Regions from separate parts of the Mus musculus genome. Here region 1 is linked to region 2. The links are chromatin contacts, called in public promoter capture Hi-C maps. All regions are on one chromosome and are shown on one strand. Each heading gives the region's core, a stretch centred on a gene start, on an enhancer-like site or on the middle of the called end of the contact. The rest is flanking DNA. Distances are from core to core; before and after follow the strand shown.

Region 1 (5,677 bases), core at 791-3,290, 940 kb after region 2:
AGATGTTTATCTCACCCAAACATTCTCACAAGCATGCTGAGAATGGTGTTCAGGAAGTATGTAAGTCCCCCAAGGCTCAGGCCAGGGGAGGAAGCATAATCAGGCACCTGCTGACCTCTCCACGGAAAACCAACCGCTTCTTAGTTTCTAGCCGGAACTGTGTGATTGGTCAGCTCGCTAGCTCACACACTTTTACTTTCTGACACACCTGTCTGATTCTGTCCTTTCTGGGGATGGTTGCAGAACATGGATCCCCTCGTTCTGCTGTTCCTGCTGAGGTTATGAGTTGGTTTTTCTCTCATCAGCCAGCAACACCCAAGGGAAGATGCATTTGGAGAAATCTGCCTGTAGCGGGCTCTATGGACCTAGAGACCCACTGAGAGCTGAGTATCTGAGCTTTAAAGCCCAGATACAGAACAGCAGGAGGGGTAAGGTCACTAGCATGGTCCACAGAAGAAAGGTCTCCATCACAGCAGACAGGGGAGGGGCCTCCATCACAGCAGTGAGAGCTAGAGCCTCCATCAGAACAGACATCACAACAAGGAACAAGACAGGGAGAAGGAGGCCTGGACTGGGAAGATGGCTGCTTCTGGTTAGGAAACTTGGAGGGAAAAGAAACCTCATTGAAAGACAGGTTTCAGGGATACCACAGGGATGCTGTGGGTGGAATCACTCTTAGGAAAGACTGTCATTAGCAGTAAGAGCCCTGGTACCTCTCAGGCTGTGGGAGTCTGGTGTCTGAGGCTGGAGGAGCTGTCATAGAGAGACTCAGGGTCACCCTCTTCTATCCAGAGGACCATTTACCCGGGGAATGGAGAGACAGATGCTGTATAAAACACACCTCCAGCAGCCGGGGCAGTGATGGTGACACAGTGAGAAACAGCTAGAGCACCAGGCCTTTTTGTGGGGTTAGACATAGCGACCAAGAAACTGTTGTTACCCTGGCCTCAGGAAGTGGCTGCAGAAACAGCTACAGAAGCATCTTCAACTGTGGCCACCTCTGCTTTCTTTAACTGGATGCTGTAGGAGTCAAGTATACAGAGACACGCCCATTCTCACTGCACTTGGGGAGAGAACTAGCTTTCCCCAGCTGTGTCCAAGACACTAGGCAAATTTGGGAGGCTAGGCAGTAGGACCAGAGCTCAGGAGAATCGCGCTGCTACTGAGCAGCCAAGGCAGCTGGAGCTCTGCAGCCTGGCTCCTGTGACCCGGAGGGCTTGTGCGTCTCACCAGACAACAGAGAAGGCCAAGACCGGCCAAGAGCTGCCTTTACATGCCAGATGAATCCCAAGAAAGCGGTAAATTCATCTTCTGTAGGCAAGAAAGCCCCAGAGAAAAGGTAGCAGGGACCTGGAACCCTGCCTGCTCGGGAATTTAGCTGCGGTCTGCTTCCTCTCCCCTCTCCTTCCCCAAGCTGGTCTGGAGATCTTTTGCATTTCCTTTGTAACTGACAATTGTGCCTGCGGTTCCCCCCAAAGATTCTCATTTCTCCCCACATGGCCGGTGAGGCTTGCCCAGAGCGCAGGAGTAGACTGGGTACAGTTAACTAAGGTAGACAAGACACAGGAGTCAGGACCTGAAATGCACAAGAGGCTGGGGTCCCTGCCTTCAGCTCCGAAAGGGATGGGGGCAGGGGCAGGAGTCCAAAGGGGCAGGGGGCTTAGCTTACCAGCTCAAGCTGGTAGTCGGTTGATTTCAGGTTAAAGATAGTATAGTTAACACTGGTCACCTCAAGGTGAGTAACAGTATTAATAAGAATCCGCTCAAATCCTTCTGGACACTTAGGTAGATATCTACCCAAGCCCAGTTCTGCACCCGGTTAGGTATCTGCAGCTGCTGGGTTCTGGAGCACTTAAAATTAGCAGGATAGACGCAGAACCTTGGAGTCAGAGTATAGGTTTGGGGGTGGGGGTAGATGATCGGCAGAGGAATAGGGGCAGAGGGATACAGAGGGTTGAAGAGCCCCAGCCCGAGTCCCAGAGTCCAGACAGCGCGGATGCAGAGAAGTAATCCAGAGACTGGGCGGGGACGTAGCCCGAGGCGGGGACGTGGCTGGGAACCAGGGCGTATCTGGGGACCAGCCCGCGAAGCTCTGAAGCTTGGGTTAGGGGCGGCAGGAGGCGGGGTGAGTTTGGGCCCCGCCCCGGAGGGCAGTGGCAAAAGTTTGCCTTCGGATTCTCTGGGGCAGAGTCTGGGAGAACAAGTTCAGGGGCAGGCGACAAGGTCCGGGTGCTGAGCAAGGTGGCTGGACAAGCCTAGCGGGAGAGAAACCTGAGGCCACGAGCGACCTCCGGAGGAGCCCCTAGACGGGAGTCTTAGCTGAGACACGGCAGCATGCAACCAGCCCAGATGCGCCTTGCAGAACGAGGTGAGCGGCGGGACCGGATCCCGGGGTTGCACAGACCAGAGTCGCGGGTTGAGCGCCTGGGGGTTCACCCGAACCCCCTTTTTGGATAAAATTTCAACCAAGTCGGGGCACCAGAGTGACTTGGGCTCGCGAGTGCCTCGCTTCGGCCACCCCCTCCTGTTCATATCCCGGAGAACAGGACATAACCGCCTGTTGGAGCTGGTGGAGAGGTATAGGGTTCCTTTAAATAACAACCAGGGCTTTCTAAATGTGTTTGTAAACTCGGAGCAGAGTGAGCAGGCTGTCCAAGGGAAAGATTCTTGCTTTACTTGGCTAATTAAGAAGTTAGACAATCTTAGGAGAAGAAAACCTGGGCACTGGGAACGGCTGTGGGTTTTCCCTCTGGGAGAAAGCAAATGATTCTTTTAAGTTTTATTAGTGACAAAATTCCAGTTTTCTTAGCACTTCTCAAACTAGGCAATTAGGAGTGTCAGGCCTGGAGCTAGAAGACAAGGTGCCAGCAAAGTGATAATGAGAGAGAAGATTGGTGTGTCATATGTTCTTAACTGAAATAGAAGAAAGGGAAGGGTGACCATTAACCATGTGCCTGTACATGGTCTCTGCGTCCCTGTCTCTCCAGCCTTTAACAATCCTGACACCATGTTCCTTAGATTTGATGTAAAAGGGGGTTTCTCGTCAGCTGTTTAAAGGGAATCCTTTGCTTTAAACAAACACCTCTTCTTCTTGACACCCCCTCCTCCAAAGCCTCCAGAGTCACTCATTCTAAGGTCTGCAGCCAGAAGTCTCTGGTATTGCATATCACCACCTACAAAAATGTATCTATTCAAAGTTCCATCCTTTATAGACGAAAACCAAGCAGACAGGGAGGGCCAAGAGAATATAATTCCTAGAAAGTGGAGCAAGGGGTTGCATACCTCAGGTAAAGGCCTGGCAAGTTGTGGCTGTGGTCAGGGCTGTTTGGTTGAGGTGGTGGTGGTGGTGGTGGTGGTGGTGGTGGTGGTGGTGGTGGTGGTGGTGGTGGTGGTGGTGTGTGTGCCTGTGCGCAGGCGCTCTGTTTGGGTAGCTGTGGAGGAATCTAGATCTGTAAGCTTCTTAAGGGGGTGCAGAGCTCAGTGCTTGGGGGAGTATTGTGTGGCCATATACCTTCACATCAGATCTTTCCATCAGCAGACTGGCAGATGCTCTCATCTGGTCAGTGTCAGTCTGCCCACATACATCAGAGCTTGCCCTTAGGAAGCCCCCACTGGCATTTGGGGAGATTGACGTCATAACCACTTAGCATTTCCCCGAAGCCATTTGCTCTTTACACACACACACACACACACACACACAGCTACACACATACAAACACACACACACACACATGCATGCACATGCACATGCACATACACACACACACACACCATACCGAGACCCTCCTGGTTCTCTACCATATTTGGATGAAGGAACTCCCATTTCCTGCAAAGCTTTACGTACTGACTGACCTGATACCCTGCTTCCCATGAGTCAGGGACTGGTCCCTTTTCTAGAAAGCATGATCCTTTGTTACACAGATTTCTTCCTCAGTGCCTACAGTTTGTGGGTATATATCTCTATTACAAGAGTAATAAACATTTTGAGTGTGGCATAATTTTGAAAACGCCGGGGTCCCCTTGTGGTAGCTGAATCCCTCCTTTTCCATCAAAGTCTGAAGGCCACTCTTGAGCAAGCTGTTTGTGTGAGCTGGGAAGTGGTGTTGGGGTTCCTTGAATCCTGTCGTCACGTCTACCCTCACGATTCCATGTTGATCAATTTTGGATCTGTTTCTTCCGCACAAGTGCTTGGAAGAGGTGATCAGCAGGCTGACTGTGACCCTCGGGTCTTAATCCTTCTATTCCCCCCCATCTTTTAGAGTTATCTAAACATTCCACCCGAGCTCCCAGGCTGGTATTGGGATGCCAGTAGCTACAAGCAATTAGGCTGTAAAGAAACCAAGAGGCTCTTAGCACCTCCTAGTTAAGGGACCTATGACAAGAGGCCAACTCATAAAAACCTCATCCCTGAAGGATGGACTGGGCAGATCCTTCACACCCAGCCTACCCAGGCTCTGCCACTAAGAACCTCAGCTTCCCCCTGTGTGCATTCAGAAGTCACACACTATCGTGGGGCTAGATGTGACATGAAGTGACCAGGATGGACTTCCCCAGCAAGACACCTCATGCTTGCACATATCATTAACTTCCTGATGGAAGTGATTTCCACAAATCCACATTCTTTTTCTGGAAAGCTTGGCAGTAAGTTGGTCCCCTGTCATTGCCGGGAACAGGGAGAATTTGAGAAGCCTGACCAGCAGGCAAAGGGGAAGACAAATATAAAACAAAATTAGATCTTGCATCCACGATTCGATGCCTTTCTACAGACAAGTCTGACGTGCAAGATGTTCACAGGGCACCCAGTGTTCTTGGGATATAACCTCCATATCTGGGGTTTCTTGGACCACATCCAGATTTGTATATCGTCTTGTTTGCTAATGAGAAGGACATGTTCGGCAGACAGCAGGACATGGAAAGCCCCACCAGGCAGAGGCACTCGTGTCCATGCCTGAAGGAAGGAAAGGAGGAGAAACGGGGAGCCTTCCCCGGCTTTCATCTGCAACCTTCGTCTCACAGGGTGCTCCACTGATGACCCTAGCTCAGCATGCCCAGTGTGGGGGGCTGTGTGAGTGAAGCCTTCCTTCTGCCCTGAACAGTCTCTGGAGGCAGAGTGAGGTCTAGACAGAAAAGCTGAGTGAGAGGACTCAGGAGCAAAGGAACTCTCCAGGAGTGGGAGCCATGGACTGGCCCTCTGGTTATATCATTTCTTGGTTCTTTTAAATGAAAAAAAAAAAAAAACCCCAAAAAAAAAAAAAAAAACCAAAAAAAAACCCTCCAGCTTTCCAAGAAACGTTGCTCACTGTCAAAAACTGGATGCTTTAATTCGATTCAGAGAATGAGGTCATTGACGTCTCTGGAAGGAGTCCTTCCTCTAACGAAGAGAGATGTCTTTTTCTCTGAGATTTTTGAGAAAGAGGCAAGGAGGAAAATAAAAAAGAGGAGAGGGGGAGAGAGGGAAGGGGAGGGAGAAGGAGGGGGCACACTAGATAGCAGAGATATTTTCCCTCCTTTTCCTTCTTTTTATAGTTTGTTTACTCTTTAAACCAACATATGGAGAAAGTGAGTCGCTAGTGTAGAAGGCACATCTGGAATCTATCGGACCCCTCTCCCAGGCTCGCTTTTCCCCAAGGGACGCTGCTTTTGGATCGGGGGAGGGCAGGCATGCCTAATATTGGCG
Region 2 (5,544 bases), core at 1,571-4,070:
GTTCACCCATTTTTAACATGAGACATTTATCTAATCCTTTCCAACACTTAGCAAGCTTCCTGAGAGGGTAAGCAACAGAGATGAGGCACACTTTCAAAGTTCACACCTCATTTATTAACTTCGCCCGTCTACCCCCAACACACACATCAAAAGCCAGGCACCCTATGGAATGATGGAAAGAAAGCCTGGTCTGAGCACTTGCCAATTCCAGTGGTATAAGAACTCTCAGCTTCAGCCTGGCCTCGGGAGGGCACTCAAGTCACTCGGGGCCACACTGCCTGCAAGATACTAGGAACTAACAGCCAAGAGCAGCTACAGTGGCGATTGCATGTTCAGAAGTCAGGCCTGAGTTTCCGTTACCTCTTTCTCTGTAACGGACTCTGGACGCCGCCATATTCACCAAACGTTAAGAGGCGTGCTCGCTCCAGCATCCTCCATGCTCACGCTAGCACGCTCGAGACCTCGTTGTTTATTTATCTGTCTGAGCCGAGCGGGTGGGTGCACAACGGACAGATGCAGAGAACCAGGGGAGGCAAGGAGCTCGCGCTAGAACTCCAATAGCATGCACAAAGAGGAGCTCTCAGGTGAAGCATAGAGCTTTGCGGCAGAGGAAAGAATGCACCTCGTGGGGCATCGCTGCCGCCCCCTCCCCTGCCCTGCCTCCTCACTGAACTTGTGCTGGCAAATCCTCCTTAAAACCAGGAATTACACACCCTCTACCCATGCACCTAACATCCTCACTTTGGATGGCATTTGTCTCTTTCGCACCTTCTAAATAACAGCAGGTCCCCTCCCATACTTTCTGAAAGCTTCATTAAGGAGCACTTCTCTGGAGAGGGGTGAAATTCAGACCCAGGAGACACTCTGAGACTGTTTTAACCCAGACTGCCTCTAGGGTCCCTCCTACAACATCCATTGTGTTCAGATCTCCTACTTCACAAGGAGAGCCCTGCCAATAAAGGTCGGTTCACAAACGTTTCCTGTAAAATTTGACATAATACTTTAATTGAGACTTGATAAGTCTGGTTCCCTCTAATCCTCTCTTACTTTCCCAAACCTCGGGGACAGCAGGAACTCTATTAACTCCTACTGGGGACATGAGGCTTGCATGCAGCAGCTTCTGGGGCAGCTTCCAGGATTCTTGGTTTGCATCCCCACTTGACCATTTCCTAGCAACCCTCTTGTCATAAGCAAAATGAGACCGCTGTCTCCCAGCATTCAGTACTGATCAAATGACACACAATGTTAAAATATGAGCAAGCTTTGTTTAAAGGGGTGCTACAACCAACCCCCCAACACACACACACCCACACACAGAAGGGTCCCTGCTCCTTCAGTCATGACTCTGTATCATCAGAAAATATCATAAATCAAATACAAATTAAATATTTAATTTGCCAAATCTCCAAGGACTGCACCTAGCATGATCCACCTTACACTTGCTCAGGACAAGCATTATCCTATAATGGAGCAAAATCATCTAATGCAATGTTCTCTCTATGATAGAGTATTGAATATTTCATGCTACTAAAAACTTGCAGTTGGTGTCTTTGCATCAGATAAGTCTCAAAGATGCCCAGTGTGCAAAATGTGAACAACTCACTGCATTTGTAAAACATTTGAGTCTTTTACCCTGGGCCCTCTGTCCAACATGCATTGTGACAGCATTTCCAGTCTGTGCAAATGCAAATATGATTTGTTGAGAATGTCTTTTGCTTTAGTATCTTAACATTAACAATTGTAAAATAATTTCTATTAGGTCAGAGATAGTCTTTTCCTGAAACCAGGAAACATGATTTGAAGGACATCAGCATATTAAAAAACAAAACAAAACAGGAAGATGGAAGCCTACAGTTGGTGAATCCAGTATTGTATTGGAGCTAGGAGTAAGGTGGGTGCTTGCACACAGGAGTCAGTATTGGGCAATGGTAAATGGAATTCTGACTTTGTCAAATGTACACAGGCAGTGGGTTTGGATACTTGGAAAGTCAGGGCCCTAGGAATGCTAAGCCTCTTCATCTTGGAGTGGGAGAATGTATTTCCTCTTCCTGTCTCTTACATTTAACCCTATTCCCACTGAGAGTCTCAGGAGGGCTAGTTTGTCACAAAACCCTACAAATTAGTTTTGTCATAGTGACTAGATTTTTAATTCTGTTGTCAGGAATCTGTTTGCAATAAAAGGACTCAGTACTATTGATCCAAAGAGAAGTGATTTCAGCTTTGAGTCCTGTAGGCTACATACTGTGGATGCCTTCAGGGGCTGGGGCCTCTAGCAAAAGGGGATGATAGCAGAGACTATCATGGGCAGAGGACAGACATCCTAGCACTCCACTGGTTGAACACAGAAAGACTGCTCTGTAAAGAATGATATACACAAGGCAAGAAGAGCCTCCCAACATCTTATTTTCAAATACACTGTACTCCTCTATCACTTAAACCCTCTATATTTGTCTGAATATATGTTGTAATTTGTTCAGAGTAAGTGTAAAGATTATAAAAATTAAGAGCCTACCCTCTGTCGAAGGGATGGAGACCTCAGGATGAAAGGAATTGAACAAGGTCTACTGAAGAAGGAATGAGGGAAGAGGAGTACGTGAGTTCAGGGTTCTGTGACTATGAGAAAAGAAATTAAACTTTACCTAGAGGCAAACATATCACATCCACATCCACAACCACATCCAAGAAGGGTGCATCATTTGAACTGACGCCAAGGTTCTTATGCACCTGCCCCAACCCCTCTCGGAATGTTCCCCCAGTCCTGTTTTACTTCCTGCCCCTCCCCCACTCTAGAATGTTACTTGCCACATTCTGGAGCTGTTTACTTTCAAACTTTTCTCTCAGCTGTGGCTGGCTCTCTTGAGCATCTGCCATAGATTGGTGACTTTTGGGTGTGATTTATCCGAATTTTCTCACCATGGACCTGAGCAGACAGACATGGTTACTGTCCAAGCCTATAGGAATAGTTTCCGAAGGTAAGTCTGGAGTGTCAGGGTATGGGGCCTGACACCCTGACAAAGGCAATTTAAATTTGATACTAGCAATGACTGACGGGACTAAGGAGTGTGTGGAGAGAGCTCTGGACTTCTGCAAGGACATCCCACTGTGAAGGCTGACTAACAGAGCCCACAATGCAACTAAGTTGCCATAGGAGATACACTGCATCAGAAGAAACGACTTAGACTAGATCTTCCGGTATGAGAGGCAGGTCTCCTGAGCACAGTTCATAGGGGTATGGGGTGGTTCACTGTGGTGGTCCAGAGAAGGATCTTAGGCAACAGCTGATCTCTGAGTCACTTCTCCTGGTTGCTGGAACTAGTTTAATGAAATTATGGATCCCAGGAATTTAACTGGGCTATCCTAGACCTTAGGAGGACAGTTCAGACAAATGGCTAGATAGGAAAGAGCTCAGTGGGGTCCTCTCTGTAGAAGCAGAGATTTCTCCATCAACTGGCAGTCCAGAGTTCCACCTTCCCACTCAGGGAAGGCTTCTCCTTTATCGGGTGGTTGATGTCTTTGATTCTACAGAGGCAGAACAGTTAGGGGGAGTCAACTAAGAAAGATGTGGGTACTTATTCCAAATTTGTAGACTACGTTTTAAAATACCAATTAAGAGGTGTTATCTTGGCACTATCTCTGCAGTTTCCTTAGCCCATCATTTAACAGTGACAGGAAGCCTCTCTTCCCTGATGCTGCTTTGACAAGCAAACGGGATGCGGAGTGCTATTGGTTTCAGTTGGTTCTGAGGTGGCTGGTTTCCTTTGCCAGAGGGTTTGGAGAGAGCCATTTGTCTTGGAACATGTTCTACTGTTACTGTTAAGCAGACCTAGAACATGTGTCCTGGCCATCATGTGCAGAATCTTTGGACTTGGCTCTCTTTGATGTGGTCCTTGTGAGTTCCCGCTGAACAGCAACATCTTAAGATAACTGCACCCGACTAGGCATCTGGCTCATGACTGTATCCCCTCAATCATATTGGTGAGAGTTCACAAGATTTCACGGTCAAATTGTGACAATACCAGTAGCTATGATAATCCCCAGAAACCTCCGGACCACTCCTCTATTCACTATTCCGTTACATTCTCCCACAGCTACTACAGGGCTTGCAAGGACAGGGTATCCAGCAACTGGGTGGCTGTCTTGCACACCAGTGCTGTGGGAACAGCTCCCAGCCATGGTAGGGACCAGTGATCATCAGGCAGTGTGGGTCTGCTGAGCCTATCCTTTTGCTGTTTCCTGCGGGAGGTATTAGGAGCGGGAGCAGCAGCATGGGTATGGCGTGCTACGGGGTTCCCTCCAGGATTCCGGGGCACAGGCTTGGAGGATCACTGGGTGTTGCTTTTGGATTGTTGTGCTGAACTAGAAACGGAGGGAGCTTTGGGGGCATGAAAGGAACTCAGAAGGGGCCGAGGTCAACATAATTAAAACCCTCAGCCTACACAGAGGCTCTTCCAGAAACTGGGCCTCCTTGATGGTGCCTTGCCTCCTGTGAGCACCAACGCTCAGACAGTGGTCCAGGGAGAGACAAATGGATACATTCGTGGGAAGAGAATTAGAACACCGTTGAGTTTTCTGCCAGGAATTCCTGAAAGAGCCCCTCAGAGGTGGGGAAAGCTGAGGGTTCCTCTCAGACAGCCCAGTGATCCCAGGAATCTTGATGAATGGGGAGAAAGATCCCTGCTGAGAAGATGCCCAGCCAGTTGAACTCAGCAGGGAACTTACTCAGGGATCTTTGCAAACTGTATAGTCTCCTCTCCCCCAGTTTCCACTGACTACCAAGATCAGAGAGCCACCCTCCTGTACACTTTCCATCTTCCATCCACTTTCTCCTTTATCTTCACAGCGTCTTCACTGGGACAGAACATGACTATCAACCCTGGTGCCTCCCTGCCTACATTTGCAACCTTGCCTGTTCTCCCACCTGCCCCCCAGCCAGTACCCCAGTTATTTTGGGAGCCCCCAGCACCCCTCGTGACTGCAGGCATCTCTCCCGGGAATCCTTTAGTCTTATCTGCCTTGCCTGGGATGCCTTTGGTGGCAGAAGGTGGAAGCACTGCCCTGAGTGCCGCTGTTCCTCTGAACATTGTACAGCTTGGAACTCTAGGCCAGCCTGTCCAACCTGTGCACAATACCAACATTGTTCTCACTCAGGTGCCTCTCACTTGTAATATCCCTGGGACCCAAGGTGTGGGTATGGGGTTCATGACAACACCTGCTGCAAACAACTTCATAAATACCCGAATTGCTTCGACTGTCCAGCCCCAAGAAGGAACATGGATCCTGGGTCCTCACCCTCCCACCACACAGCAAGTTGTCCAGCTGGTTCCTGTCAAGTCTCCAGTGAACTCTGCACAGCCTCCAAAAGGAGCATATGGAGAAAGTGGCCCCGCCAACATCCAAACCAACTCCCCAGAAAACTACTTGTCCAAACCAGACAGTGTCTATGGGAATTTCCGGCGCTGGCAACATATCAAGACACTGGTCCAGAGGCACCTGCCTCAGACCACCGATGTGGCAGCTTTCTCCTGCTTCCTCATGTGAGTGCCA

What was found. Promoter capture Hi-C pulls out the DNA fragments that hold promoters and counts their contacts.
Region 1: a promoter capture Hi-C map of stem cell-derived epiblast-like cells shows a contact between it and region 2, with 3 times the contacts expected there. The contact joins the promoter of S1pr3 here to the promoter of Nutm2 in region 2. A contact is called at or near these places in 5 of 39 promoter capture datasets (embryonic stem cells, liver and stem cell-derived epiblast-like cells).

The regions. Positions count from the first base shown.
Region 1 is chr13:51,406,578-51,412,254 of GRCm38.p6, forward strand. S1pr3 (sphingosine-1-phosphate receptor 3) reads left to right here and starts at 2,041. Exons shown (of 2, transcript NM_010101.4): 1 at 2,041-2,368. The region is part of intron 1 of Gm32834 (a long non-coding RNA gene); the gene reads right to left.
Region 2 is chr13:50,464,487-50,470,030 of GRCm38.p6, forward strand. Nutm2 (NUT family member 2) reads left to right here and starts at 2,821. Exons shown (of 7, transcript NM_001033400.2): 1 at 2,821-2,972; 2 at 4,841-5,534. The coding sequence starts at 2,915. It overlaps Gm40946 (a long non-coding RNA gene), which reads right to left and starts at 736. Exons shown (of 3, transcript XR_873387.3): 1 at 361-736.